Linked DNA regions of Rattus norvegicus: region 2 is linked to region 1. Evidence: chromatin contacts called from public Hi-C data. All regions are on one chromosome and are shown on one strand. Each heading gives the region's core, a stretch centred on a gene start, on an enhancer-like site or on the middle of the called end of the contact. The rest is flanking DNA. Distances are from core to core; before and after follow the strand shown.

The links. A called contact is a pair of places that touch in the nucleus more often than the background predicts.
Region 2: a Hi-C map of liver shows a contact between it and region 1, with 1.7 times the contacts expected there. The contact joins the enhancer-like site here to the promoter of Gnaq in region 1. A contact is called at or near these places in 4 of 12 Hi-C or Micro-C datasets (Schwann cells, kidney, liver and 1 more).

What each region holds. Positions count from the first base shown.
Region 1 is chr1:222,849,497-222,855,064 of GRCr8, forward strand. It overlaps Gnaq (G protein subunit alpha q), which reads left to right and starts at 2,957. Exons shown (of 7, transcript NM_031036.3): 1 at 2,957-3,187. The coding sequence starts at 3,052.
Region 2 is chr1:222,911,682-222,917,814 of GRCr8, forward strand. All of the region lies in intron 1 of Gnaq (G protein subunit alpha q), which reads left to right. Among named protein-coding and RNA genes, the nearest start is that of Gnaq, 62 kb to the left of the region's middle. Within about 2 kb of position 4,325, at least 2 of the 93 cell types and tissues checked have an H3K27ac peak or open chromatin away from gene starts, as enhancers often do. A contact at or near this core is called in liver, where this site is marked.

The sequences.
Region 1 (5,568 bases), core at 1,707-4,206:
GATTTGGAATTGTTATTTTAAAGTGGTGTACATACACATTGATGATAGATGTTTTCTTTGTCCCATTCTTCCTTTTTTTCTTCCCTCCCCCTTTTCCTTTCTTCCTCATAGGGTAGCTCTGGGTATTTCAGATCTAAGCCTATAGGTTCTTTAGGGTACACTGAAATGCTTCTTTCCGACTCTCCCAAACAGGACTATTGATTACCTTTACCCCAACTTTCATACAAATCAACTCCAGTGTTTTCTTCTGTATCGCCATGCCCTAAGACTACATGCCTGTAGAGTTCAAGGAAGTGCTGTAGGTGCCTGGGTTCTCTCTGCATCTTAACTGGATTGCAGCACTTAATCCATGCTTGTTGGTTTAATGAACTGGAACTTTGTAAGATGAGCCCTGTTTAGTTGCATAATTTAGAGTCGATTCTTCTAGAATACACGCAACACCCTTGTTAGTTTCTGTGTGGACTCCATTTGTTTGATATAGGTTATAGGGGCACTTGCTTAGCAAATGTTTTCCAGATCCATCCAAGGCTCATGCTTGGAATTTCATCTTCCTGTTTCCTTCTTGATGTTCCTATATATTTTATCCTGTGTGTTGCTGCTGTTCCTAACTTCCTGATTTCTTTCCAACGATTCTCCAACTGAGTGGTTTTTGTTTTGTTTTTTTTTAACCAATTTAAATATCTGTGCCGGGGCTGTCCCTGAGGTTGAGACACAAGTGACAAAACAGAGGTCAGTTAAGCAAAAATATATTATTGACACCATAATGGCACAGTTTGTCTCAGGGGCTCCTTAGGAAACCAGACATGAAATGTTGATCGCTTTGTTTTCCAGTGTGTTGTGTCCCTCTAGTACACACTGGAAAACACACACACACACACACACACACACCACCACCACCACCACCACCACCACCACCAACACCATCACCACCACCACACAAAATGGGGGCACAGGGCATACTACTTGTGATTCTCCCCCAAGCTATTTTACATTTCTGCCTATTGACTTTGACTCTTTAGTGTTTAAGCATTTATTTTCACAGCAAGTCCTACCAGCTCTGATGGTATTCATAGAAAAGGGGTGAGAGGTTCATCTTCTTTGCTGTCTTGGCAAGACATCTTATTAAAAAGGAGAGTATAACATACAGACTTCAAGTCCACAACTCCATCTGAGTCCTGACATAGAGGATGGGTGTGTGTGTATGTGTGTGTGTGTGTGTGTGCGCGCGCGCGCGGGCGCGCGGTGCATCAAAGAAGTAGAGAATAAGGCAAAGCAGAGGGGAGACCTTGGAGTCTAAGACTTGTTTCACTCCTAATTTGTAGCAATGATTATGACCTTACATTGCAGCCTAGATCAATAGGGGCAGTTCATGGAAAGCACAACATGGGGAGGGCTCCACTTCTACCTGCAAAGGCAGGGAGAATAGTATGAATCTCCCCCTTGATGTTTAAGACACATTGAATCGAATGAACATTTTTTCCCCCCAAATAACCTTGAGTGATCAAGACTTTTTCTATTTATTAGTAAACCATCTCAAATTAGAAGTGTAAAAACCAAGTAGAATTTTGCTCCAATGGTACTAGTTTCTCCACTTTTTCCTATTTTATTCTCTCCCCTCCCCCTTTTCTTTGATACAATGTTTCATACTGCTCAGGAAGCAATTCTCCTGCCTCAGCCTGTCGAGTGTGGAGTTTATGACACACCATATCCGTCTCTTTCATTTCATTCTGTACTATTTGGAGATCTCCCAGAAATCATCCTTAACTGTCACGGTGTAGAAGGGTCAAGCTCATAATATCAGACTTTTTAACATAGTGTGCTGGTAGGGAAACAGAAATCACCTTAGTGACCGGAAAAGTTGGAACAGATCAGGAGGCTCTTGGAAACTTGGGTTTTTCTCTTCAGGATTCAGATTCCTATCTGGAGATACTGAGGACAGTTCCGTCCACAGATCTCTTGGTAACCCCCAGCGAGCCGGTGACAATCCTTTCTCTTTCCTAGTAAAGAGTATCCCATTTTCTAAGACAGATCTGGAGTCAGAGGCCACTTGAGGCAGTTTTTCCGGAATGGCGTTTTAGAAATAGGAAAGGGCAGCAGGGCTGTAGAGAGGCCTGGGGTGCAGCGCGTGGGCACCCATCAGGGCTCCCGCCGCGCCAGCGGCCGGAGGGCAGGCCGAGGACGCCATATTCTCGCCGACCACGCCCCGGCGGCCCGCGGCAGCCAAAGGACTGTGTTCGCCGGCCGGCCGGCCCCGCTTGAGCGGCCGTGACCGCTGCTCCCGGGCTCGCGCAGAGGGAAGCGGCGGGCGAGCCAGGCCGGCAGTCGGGGGCGGGGCGAGGAGAGCGCGAGCTGTCCAGGAGGGGCCTCGGCCCCGCCCCTTGCGCTGCGCCCGCCCCCTGCGCCCGCCCTCCTCCCGCCGCCGCCTCCCTCCCGGATCTGTGCTCCAGTTCAGAGAAAGGAGAAAATGTGTGTGTGTGGCGAGGGGGAGGGCGAGCACTGAGCAGCCGCGGCGCGCCTGGCAATCGGGCCGGGTGGGCGTCCGGCGGAGGCGGGGGCGGAGGCGGGGAGCGCGCGGCGGCCGGCTGCCCGGTTTGCGCGCGAGCCGAGTGGGCGCGGGCAGGCCGAGGGCGCCCGGAGCCGAGTCAGGCGGCGGCGAGGAGCGGGCGCGCCGGGCGCGCGGAGCCGTCGGCGGTCGCTCGCTGCTGGGCCGCCTCGGTGGATGAGCTCGGGCCGCTGGGCGCACAGCTTAGGGCAGCATCGGCAGCGGCGCCTGGAGGGCCGCGCGCTCTCCAAGAAGGCGGCGTGTGAGCGCGGCCGGGCGCGGCGGCCTTTCCTCGCGCGTCCCAGGCCCCCGGCCCCGCTCGTCCCCGGCCCGCCTGGGCTACGGGCCCGGCCGCCGTCCTCACCGCGGCTCCCTGAGCTCGTCCCTGACGCGCGCCCGGGCGGCGGGACTCCGCGGCCGCCGCTGCCTCGGGGGAGCGAGGGCGGAGGGCGTGTGTGCGCGCGTGTGAGCAGGGCGCCGGCGGGGCTGCAGCGAGGCACTTCGGAAGAATGACTCTGGAGTCCATCATGGCGTGCTGCCTGAGCGAGGAGGCCAAGGAAGCCCGGAGGATCAACGACGAGATCGAGCGGCAGCTGCGCAGGGACAAGCGCGACGCCCGCCGGGAGCTCAAGCTGCTGCTGCTGGGTGAGTGCGGCCCTTGGGCCCTGGTGCCCCCCGCCCCGGCTCGCCGCTGCCCTCCCCGCGCGCGTTCCCGGTCGGCACCCGCACCCGCGCGCGCGCACACAGGGGCCGAGGGCCGGGGCTCCGGAGCTGCGGTGTGCGCCTTCGGTGTCAGCTAGGGCCGTGCTCTGTGCGCCGCGTCTGCGGGACGGCTGAGCGTCCGCGCGAGCGGCGCGGGTGGGCGATGGCGTGCAGTGCGGTGGCAGGCCAGCGTCCATTGTGGCGCGTTGTAGGGTGGAGAGGGAAGGGTGGAAACGGGGAGCAGACTAGGGTCTGGATTCAGCTAGGAAAGGTGCTGAGGAAGCCTTGGCTGGCGCTCCAAAGAAACCCGGGTTAACGTACTGGGCAGGGGCGGGGCGGGAAGACTAGCCCAAATGTGCTCCACTGTAGCCACCAGGCCACTGACAGGAGTGACCCCAGAGAGTTGCATGGGCAGTGGATGGTGACAGGCGTCTCTTCTGCACCATTCCTTCTGGATAAAGATGAAGGATCCGGGAGTGTTGTACTGTGTGGTTGTTGACAGCAGACGGCTATCTTTTGTTTAATGAGGCGACCCAGATGTATGCCTGAATTCACAGCAGTTTCTACTGGAAACCAGCACAGCCTCTCAGTTACTCTCCTGGAAACAAACAGAAACCTTTTGTTTAAAACGGACATTTTAGTATCTTGCCATCTGGGCTCCAAGAAAAACGGGAAGAGTTCGAGAAAATTTCCCTCAGATCTCTTTTTTTTTTTTTTTCTAAATGACAATCCAACATTCTGCTTTAACACGAAATTAAGAAGAAAATGCTATTTTCAAATAGGAATTATATTGATTATTATCTCTGAGAGGATGTTTGGAATCAAGCGATCAGGGTTCATGTACAAGCTAGCATGACATAACTATTGCTACTGTGGTAGGAAGCATGAACTGCTTTGCAGGAACAGGCCTGAAAAATGTCTGCACTTGTGTTTATTTGTATGAGTAAAAATAACGCTTCTCAAACATTTCTGTAAGAAGAGGATATTGCTTCGTTGGTTGGGATTTGAGAAGTCCCCCCTCCCCTCTTTCTTTTCTATCTGGAGCAGTCCATCTGCTGGCTCCAGGAACCCATTACCTTGGGGACCGAACTGCTTATGTACTGGATCACTTATAGTCAGGAGCAAAATATCACAATCACAAATGGCTACCAATGCTATTTCCTTCCCCAGCGTAGGTTTTTTTTTTATTGAAATCCAGTTAGGTAAATGTGCACATATAAAGTGTTCATACAGTACAGAAGGCAAGGAGCTGAATAAAAAGGTGGGTTTTAGGGGAATAAGGCAAGGGGAGTGGGGAAATTGGGTAAGTCTACCACCCTCATCATTTCTGTTTCTTCTCATGGCTGAAAATGGAATGCCTTATCTTTTTCTTTCTTTCTTTCTTTCTTTTTTTTTTTTTAAATTGAGAAGGGAAAAGCAAGGGCAAGTGGAATAAATATACGGTGTTCCAGTATACAATTAAGAGGGAAAACATGTGTTTTAGAGATTTTTCTCTTAGACCTGGCTTTTAATTTTCCTTTGTTTACAATCTTCATATGTTTGTGTTTAGCTAAGAACAGGGCATTTGAGGTCTAGTTAACCAAACTTATTTGCCTGAAATTTGACAGCTCGAGGTTTCCAGGCAGCCATGAGTTAGGTTTGTCAGAGGGCCTAGGTTTAAATGCCTGAGAGGGGGATACACTTATAGAGATACTTAATTACATGCTGTTTATTTTAATAATATGCTATGCTTTAAAAAAAATGAACATGGGAATGATTTCCTGAGGGGAAATCCCTCCAGTCCTACTGCTAAAAATGTGGTCAGTGTAAGTGTGTGGCGGCCCTCCCTCACTGATTATAGATTGAAGCAGGCTTTAAACATGGCCCCACCTCACCCATCAGAGACAGACTGGTGGAGGTGGTAGAAAATTTGCTGTTGATTCAGCACCTGCATTTATGAACAACATTTTTTAAAAAACCCATACAGTTCTCTGTCAGAAGTGGGAGCCCTGGGCATCATTAACAATCACGGCTGTTCTCAGTGTGGATAGGCTTCTTCCAAACGCAGTACCCACATTATTTGTGTAATCATGATAGACATTAAGTGTAAACGTCTCTGTGTGTATGAGTGTGAGATTAGCAGGGAAATGAGTGTTGAACAAGGGAGTGCTTGGGGGAGGGGCTCCTTCCTGGTCTGCTGCCTTGGGAGTAGTCTTCATTTCCTAGTTCTTTCGTTCATTTTACCAACATCTATCCAGAGGAGATTACAGAATGTATTTCATCACATTATTAGTACCTTTGAAGGCTTCTGTACATGGAGGGATCATGCTTCATGTTGAAGTTCT
Region 2 (6,133 bases), core at 3,075-5,574, 64 kb after region 1:
CAAGATTTCCAGGCTAATTTTATCATTAATTTTTTTGTTAAATTTCAAAAAGTTTTTGTTTATGAGTGTGTGCATTTACATATGTGTGCAGTCAACACAGCACACATGTGGAGCTCAGAGGACAGGTTCTGAGAATTCTATTCTTCTACTGAGTGAGTCCTAAGGATCAAACCTAGGTAATTAGGATTGTGGCATGTACCTTAACCCAATGAGCCAATTCCCTGGCCTCATTTTGTCTTTTGATGCTAAGCATTCACATGAAACCAGTTATTTATGATTTATAAATGGGCTTCTTAGTACATACATTATTAAATTAGTGTTGAGATCAGTAGGCAAGTCATACATTTTTCATTTAGTATTGTAAAGGGAATCTGGAGATCACAGATAGATACATTAAATAGCTAATGGCTCTTTTGTATTGAAGTTTGAAACTTTAAGGAATGATTTTTTCCCCCCCTTCCTGGGACAAGGTTTCTCTGTGTAGCCCTGGCTGTCCTGAAACTCACTATGTAGACCAGCTGGCCTAAAACTCAGAGATCGGCCTGACTCTGCCTCCCTAGAGCTTAGATTAAAGGCATGCACAACAACCAACACCCCGCTTAAGGAATGATTTTTATACGAGTTAAACCTAATTTAATACAGCTTTTCTGTATTATCTATTGTATAACTGCTGAAACAGTTATTTGAAAATAAAGTACTTTAAACTTAAAGTTTTCAATAAAGGCACCATTGGATATTACTTACAATATTCTTGTTTTAAGACAGGATCTCTTGTGAGCTGAGCCTTTAATGGCTGAACCATCTCTCTAGAAATCAAAATATCACTCTTTGCAGATGATATGATATGAATGCAAATTGATCCATTCTTATCGTCCTGTACAAAGCTCAAGTCCAAGTGGATCAAGGACCTCCACATAAAACCAGATATACTGAAACTAATAGAAGAGAAAGTGGGATGAGCCTTGAACACATGGGCATAGGGGAAAATTTCCTGAACAGAACACCAATGCTTATGCTCTAAGATCAAGAGACCACATATGAATCATCATAAAATTGCAAAGTTTTTTATAAGGCAAAGGACACTGTCATTAGGACAAAACAGCAACCAACAGATTGGGAAAAGATTTTTACCAATCCTACATCCAATAGAGGGCTAATATCCAATATATACCAAGAACTCAAGAAGTTAGACTCCAGAGAACCATAACCCTATTAAAAATTAAAAATTAAAAATGGGTTACAGAGCTAAACAAAGAATTCTCAACTAAGGAACATCAAACTGCCCATGAAGCACCTAAAGAAATATTCAACATCCTTAGTCATCAGGGAAATGCAAATCAAAACAACCCTGAGATTTCACCTCACACCAGTGAGAATGGCTAAGATCCAAAACTCAGGTGACAGCAGATGCTGGCAAGGATGCGGAGAAAGAGGAACACTCCTCCATTGTTGGTGGGATTGCAGACTGGTACAACCATTCTGGAAATCAGTCTGGAGGTTCCTCAGAAAATTGGACATTGAACTGCCTGAGGATCCAGCTATACCTCTCTTGGGCATATACCCAAAAGATGCCCCAACATATAACAAAGACACATGCTCCACTATGTTCATAGCAGCCTTATTTATAATAGCCAGAACCTGGAAAGAACCCAGATGCCCTTCAACAGAGGAATGGATACAGAAAATGTGGTACATCTACACAGTGGATTATTACTCAGCTATCAAAAACAGTGACTTTATGAAATTCTTAGGCAAATGGATTGAACTAGAAAATATCATCCTGAGTGAGGTAACCAATCACCAAAGGACACACATGGTATGCACTCATTGATAAGTGAGCTTGGAATACCCAAGATACAATTCACAGACCACATAAACCTCAAAAAGAGGGAAGACCAAAGTGGATTCTTCAGTCCTCCTTAGAAGGGGGAACAAAATACTCACAGGATGAAATACGGAGACAAAATGTGGAACAGAGACTGAAGGAAAGGGCATCCAGAGACTTGCCAAATCCAGATACTATTGTGGATGCCAAGAAGTGCATGCTGACAGGAGCCTGATATAGCTGTCTTCGGAGAGGCTGTGCCAGAGCCTGACAAATACAGAGGCGGATGATGCTTGCAGCCAAACATTGGACTGAGAATGGGGTCCCCAGTGGAGGAGTTAGAGAAGAGACTGAAGGAGCTGATGGGGTTTGCAACTCTGTAATAAGAACAACAAAATCAACCAACCAAACACCCCAGAGCACCCAGGGACTAAACCCCCAACCAAAGAGTACACATGGAGTGACTCATGGCTCCAGCCGCATATGTAGCAGAAGATGGGCCTAGTCAGGCATCAATGGGAGGAGAGGCCCTTGGTCCTGTGAAGGCTCGATGCCCTAGTGTAGGGGAATGGCAGGGTGGGGAGACTGGAGGGAGTGGGTAGGTGGGTGGATGAGCACCCTCATAGAAGTATGGGGAGGGGGAACGGGGTAGGTGTTTTCTGGAGGGGAAACTGGGAAAGGGGATAACATTTGAAATGTAAATTAAAAAATATCCAATAAAAGAAAAAGAAAATTATAGGCCCCATGTCTAACACCAGAATGCCCACATAGAATGAAAAAAAAAAAAAAAAAGACAGGGTCTCACTATATGTAGTCCTAGCTTGTCTGGGATTCTAAGAGGTTTGATTGCCTCTTCCTCTGAGTGTTGAGGTTGAAGGCATGAGCCATCACACCATTTTGCTGGCCTCAGAATCTGAAGTTTGCTTTGTTTCACATTCTGGAACACAGCTATGTTGATTCCTTATTTATCCTGCTCTTGGGAGTAAACCTCCATGCCCTGGCAGAGCTGTCCTAGCTTCTAGCTTTAAGGCTATGGCTCTGTACTTTGGTGGCACACACACCTGGTTCTTAGGGTCCTGTAGTTTGCTAGTCAAGAGAACTAACTTTGCCACTAATTATATCTATGGGCTTAGAAATGTTATTTAGCCCTCAACATCTGCAATCATTTTTTATTTTAGCACTGACATGCACATACTCACATATACACACAAACACAATTTCCTGCTCCAGTTAATCTAGAGATTCATTTAAAATCCAGATTTTGAGTTGTGGGTGGTGGTGCATGTCTTTCATCTCAGCCTTTAATCTCAGGCAGAGGCAGGCAGATGTTTTTTGAATTCAGGCTCGTCTGGTGTACACAGAGTTTGAGCCTAACCAAGTCCACAAAGTTAGACCCTGCCTCAACAACAAACAAACAACAAATAAAAACCTTAACAAAACACCCACAAACTACGAGGTACGGGATTCTTTGGTGAAATTCTGGGCACTTCCAAGAGGCTGCAGTCATCTGAGAGAAGTGCATTCTGGTAGGGGAGTAAACTCTATTTCTAATATGAATTCCACACTGAAAGTTTCAGAGCAGTGCCTCTGATGGTGTTACAGGTTGCTTCAGATCGAGTTATTTGAGCCACTCTGTCTCTTGAGATTCCAGGGCCTATAATTTTATCTTTAATTTTTTTTAAATGAAGAAATAAACAGTTGGGACAAAGTTATTTAGAGACTAATAAGCTGCTCAAAGTCACATCTATTGAATAGCACAACTGGCTGTGAATCCAGAGTGCTGAGTTCTGGTGCTTGTGCTAAGACCTTGCTGTTCTCATGAGCCTTAGTGTTGACATGACAGACTAGCTGGTAAGGAACACAGAATCCCAGGCTCTACCCAAGAACTGTGTAATCAGAACGAGCCTTTCAGTAATATTCCCAGGGGTTCCAATACATAGTCCAGTTTGAGAGGCATTGCTCTGAAACACTCTCTACATTTATGTGCTGCTGGCCTGAAATCTTCCTAGAGCATATGGGAGGAGTAGTGGTGTGAATGTGACCATTTAATGAGGTATAACCTCATCAGTGTGCATTTAAAAATTATTAGTACTTTTAAAATTCTCATGTGAGCTCATCCCCACCTCTCCACCACTCCTGTTCCCCCCAAACCCCGATATATACACAGGTCTTTTATTAGCTGTTCTTTTGACAGGAGGAGAAGCAGATCATCAGAGGAGTCATTTATTCCTGGATCTCACTTTGTCTCTTGTTTCTTGCTTGCATACACATTATGTGTGTGCATACGTGCATGCATACATACATACATATACACATACACACATACAGTAGTATTAGGCTTTGTGAGGCTTACACACTTTAAAAAAGACTGAGGAGGACATTGTTGGCACTGTCACAATGGCTTTTTCCACATTTTGTCTCCTTTCAGGTAGCTCCCTACTTTGTAATCCTGTGCCCTGGGGAGTGCAGTCTAATCTGTGCCTATTGCCTGCCTCCTGGTGGAAAAGCACTGACAGGATTGGTCCTGGCCTCTCTCTCTCTTCCAGTAAACAAATGTCTTTCTTGTTGCATAAGTAATTATAATCTAAATGTAATCGTATAATAGACACAGAAGGAGCAGCCAACTTGCTTTATGTGAGTTGGCCAACGTAAAGGACAAGAATGAGGGAGGCAGTGCTAGATAGAGAAGGATATGTGGGTATAGGAAATAGGAAGAGGAAAAAAGGGCCATAGACCTGAAAGGGCTAGGCTTGTTTATGGGGAGGGGTTGGGTATTGCCAAAAGGGCAAATGAGGCTGCATTGTGCAAAACTTGATTGACCATAATAGCTAAAGAGTTTTACTGTGTGGTATCACTCTTGGCTAAGGCCTTAGTTCTGTTTCATTTGTAAACAGGGTTTGAGGTAGGCATCCTTAGGGACTGGTGCTGCCGAGAGAAGTTAGCTGGTTTGCTTGGAGCCTTAGAGCCAAGCACTGCTTCCTGGCTGCTTCCAGGTCTGCTGTGAAGCTGCACTGTCACAAAGTGAAGAGCTGCTCACTACAGAAAAGGCTGGCTTAATGTGCTCATTTTTGCTTTACTCTGAAAGTCCGATTCTCCCAGCAGTCCAGTGGTGGAGCTTGGACTTGCTTGCTTGTTTGTCCTTGTGTCTGTGGTGCTCAGTACTCATGACCTCTCCCTGGTGCGGTTTTCATTGCCTGTTTTTTGTTTTTGTGAAGTGGAACTTCTTAAAGTATGGACTCTTAAAAGATTCCAGGGACACCTGGACAAGATGTTGGTTCTATTTATTCTCCATTTTGTATGCACATAGTGGTTACTCTGGTGTTTTGGTTGATGGTACAATACTGTCTTAGTTCAGCCAAAAAGCCTCTTTTGTCTTCAGGTACATTACTAATAAGGGTATTTTGTTCACCTTGAAATTCTCAGAACTTCTTTTCTATACACATCAGACACAACAGTGCTCTGTTGTCTTCATTTCTGTTGCCCCTGTCCAGGCAATGTCAGCTAGCAGTGGGGTTCTTATTCTTTAGTTAGTAATGTCACCACCTCAGAGTTTGGTCTTCTCTCTGCACCAGTTGGCTTTTTCTTTCCTAGTACTTTGTTCTATGAACTGTTGAAGAATGATTCTGAAGCTCTCTTCCTCTACTGATAGCAGTGAAGCCTGCTGGCATATTCTGTTTGGCCTGATAAGTCAGTGCACATAGTTCAGGATATGTGGTAATTGCCTGAGTGGTACGAAATTAGTTAGAGGATACAAACTTAGGCAATTCTCTCACATTGGTAGACCTCAGTTTCCTCATTTACAAACGAAGAAATGCTAGGTCTCTAGCTTTTAGACGAGGTCTTTAAAGACCCCCTAGACGAAGCCTGTAAGTTCACATTCTTAAGACACCAATTCTTGGCTGTCTTTATGCTTAATAGTCCTATAAGTTCATATTATCCATTTCCCAGTTTCCAGTTTATTAATAGCTTTAGTGAATTGTGAATGGCAGTTTAATTAGATCATCCATGAATAATTAGGGCAACTACTTTTTCCCCCAAGAGGTTATTTTCATTCTGGAGTATGCATCTTTCTTTTAACCTAGGTAATTAAACATTTTACAAAGTAGGGAAGTAAGCCTTTTCTACCTTCCTTTCAAGCAAGCTATGCTTCTTATTTTTTTAAAGCTACATGCCCTTTGAATAAAGCAGATTTATAGTTTCTGCCTATTTTAAGTGTGAGTTTGTAAGGCTGGTAAGTAAATTTCCTTTAAAACATTCCTGTCTGAGTCCAGACTTGGTGGTCCATGCTTGTAATCCTAGCTCTTGGGA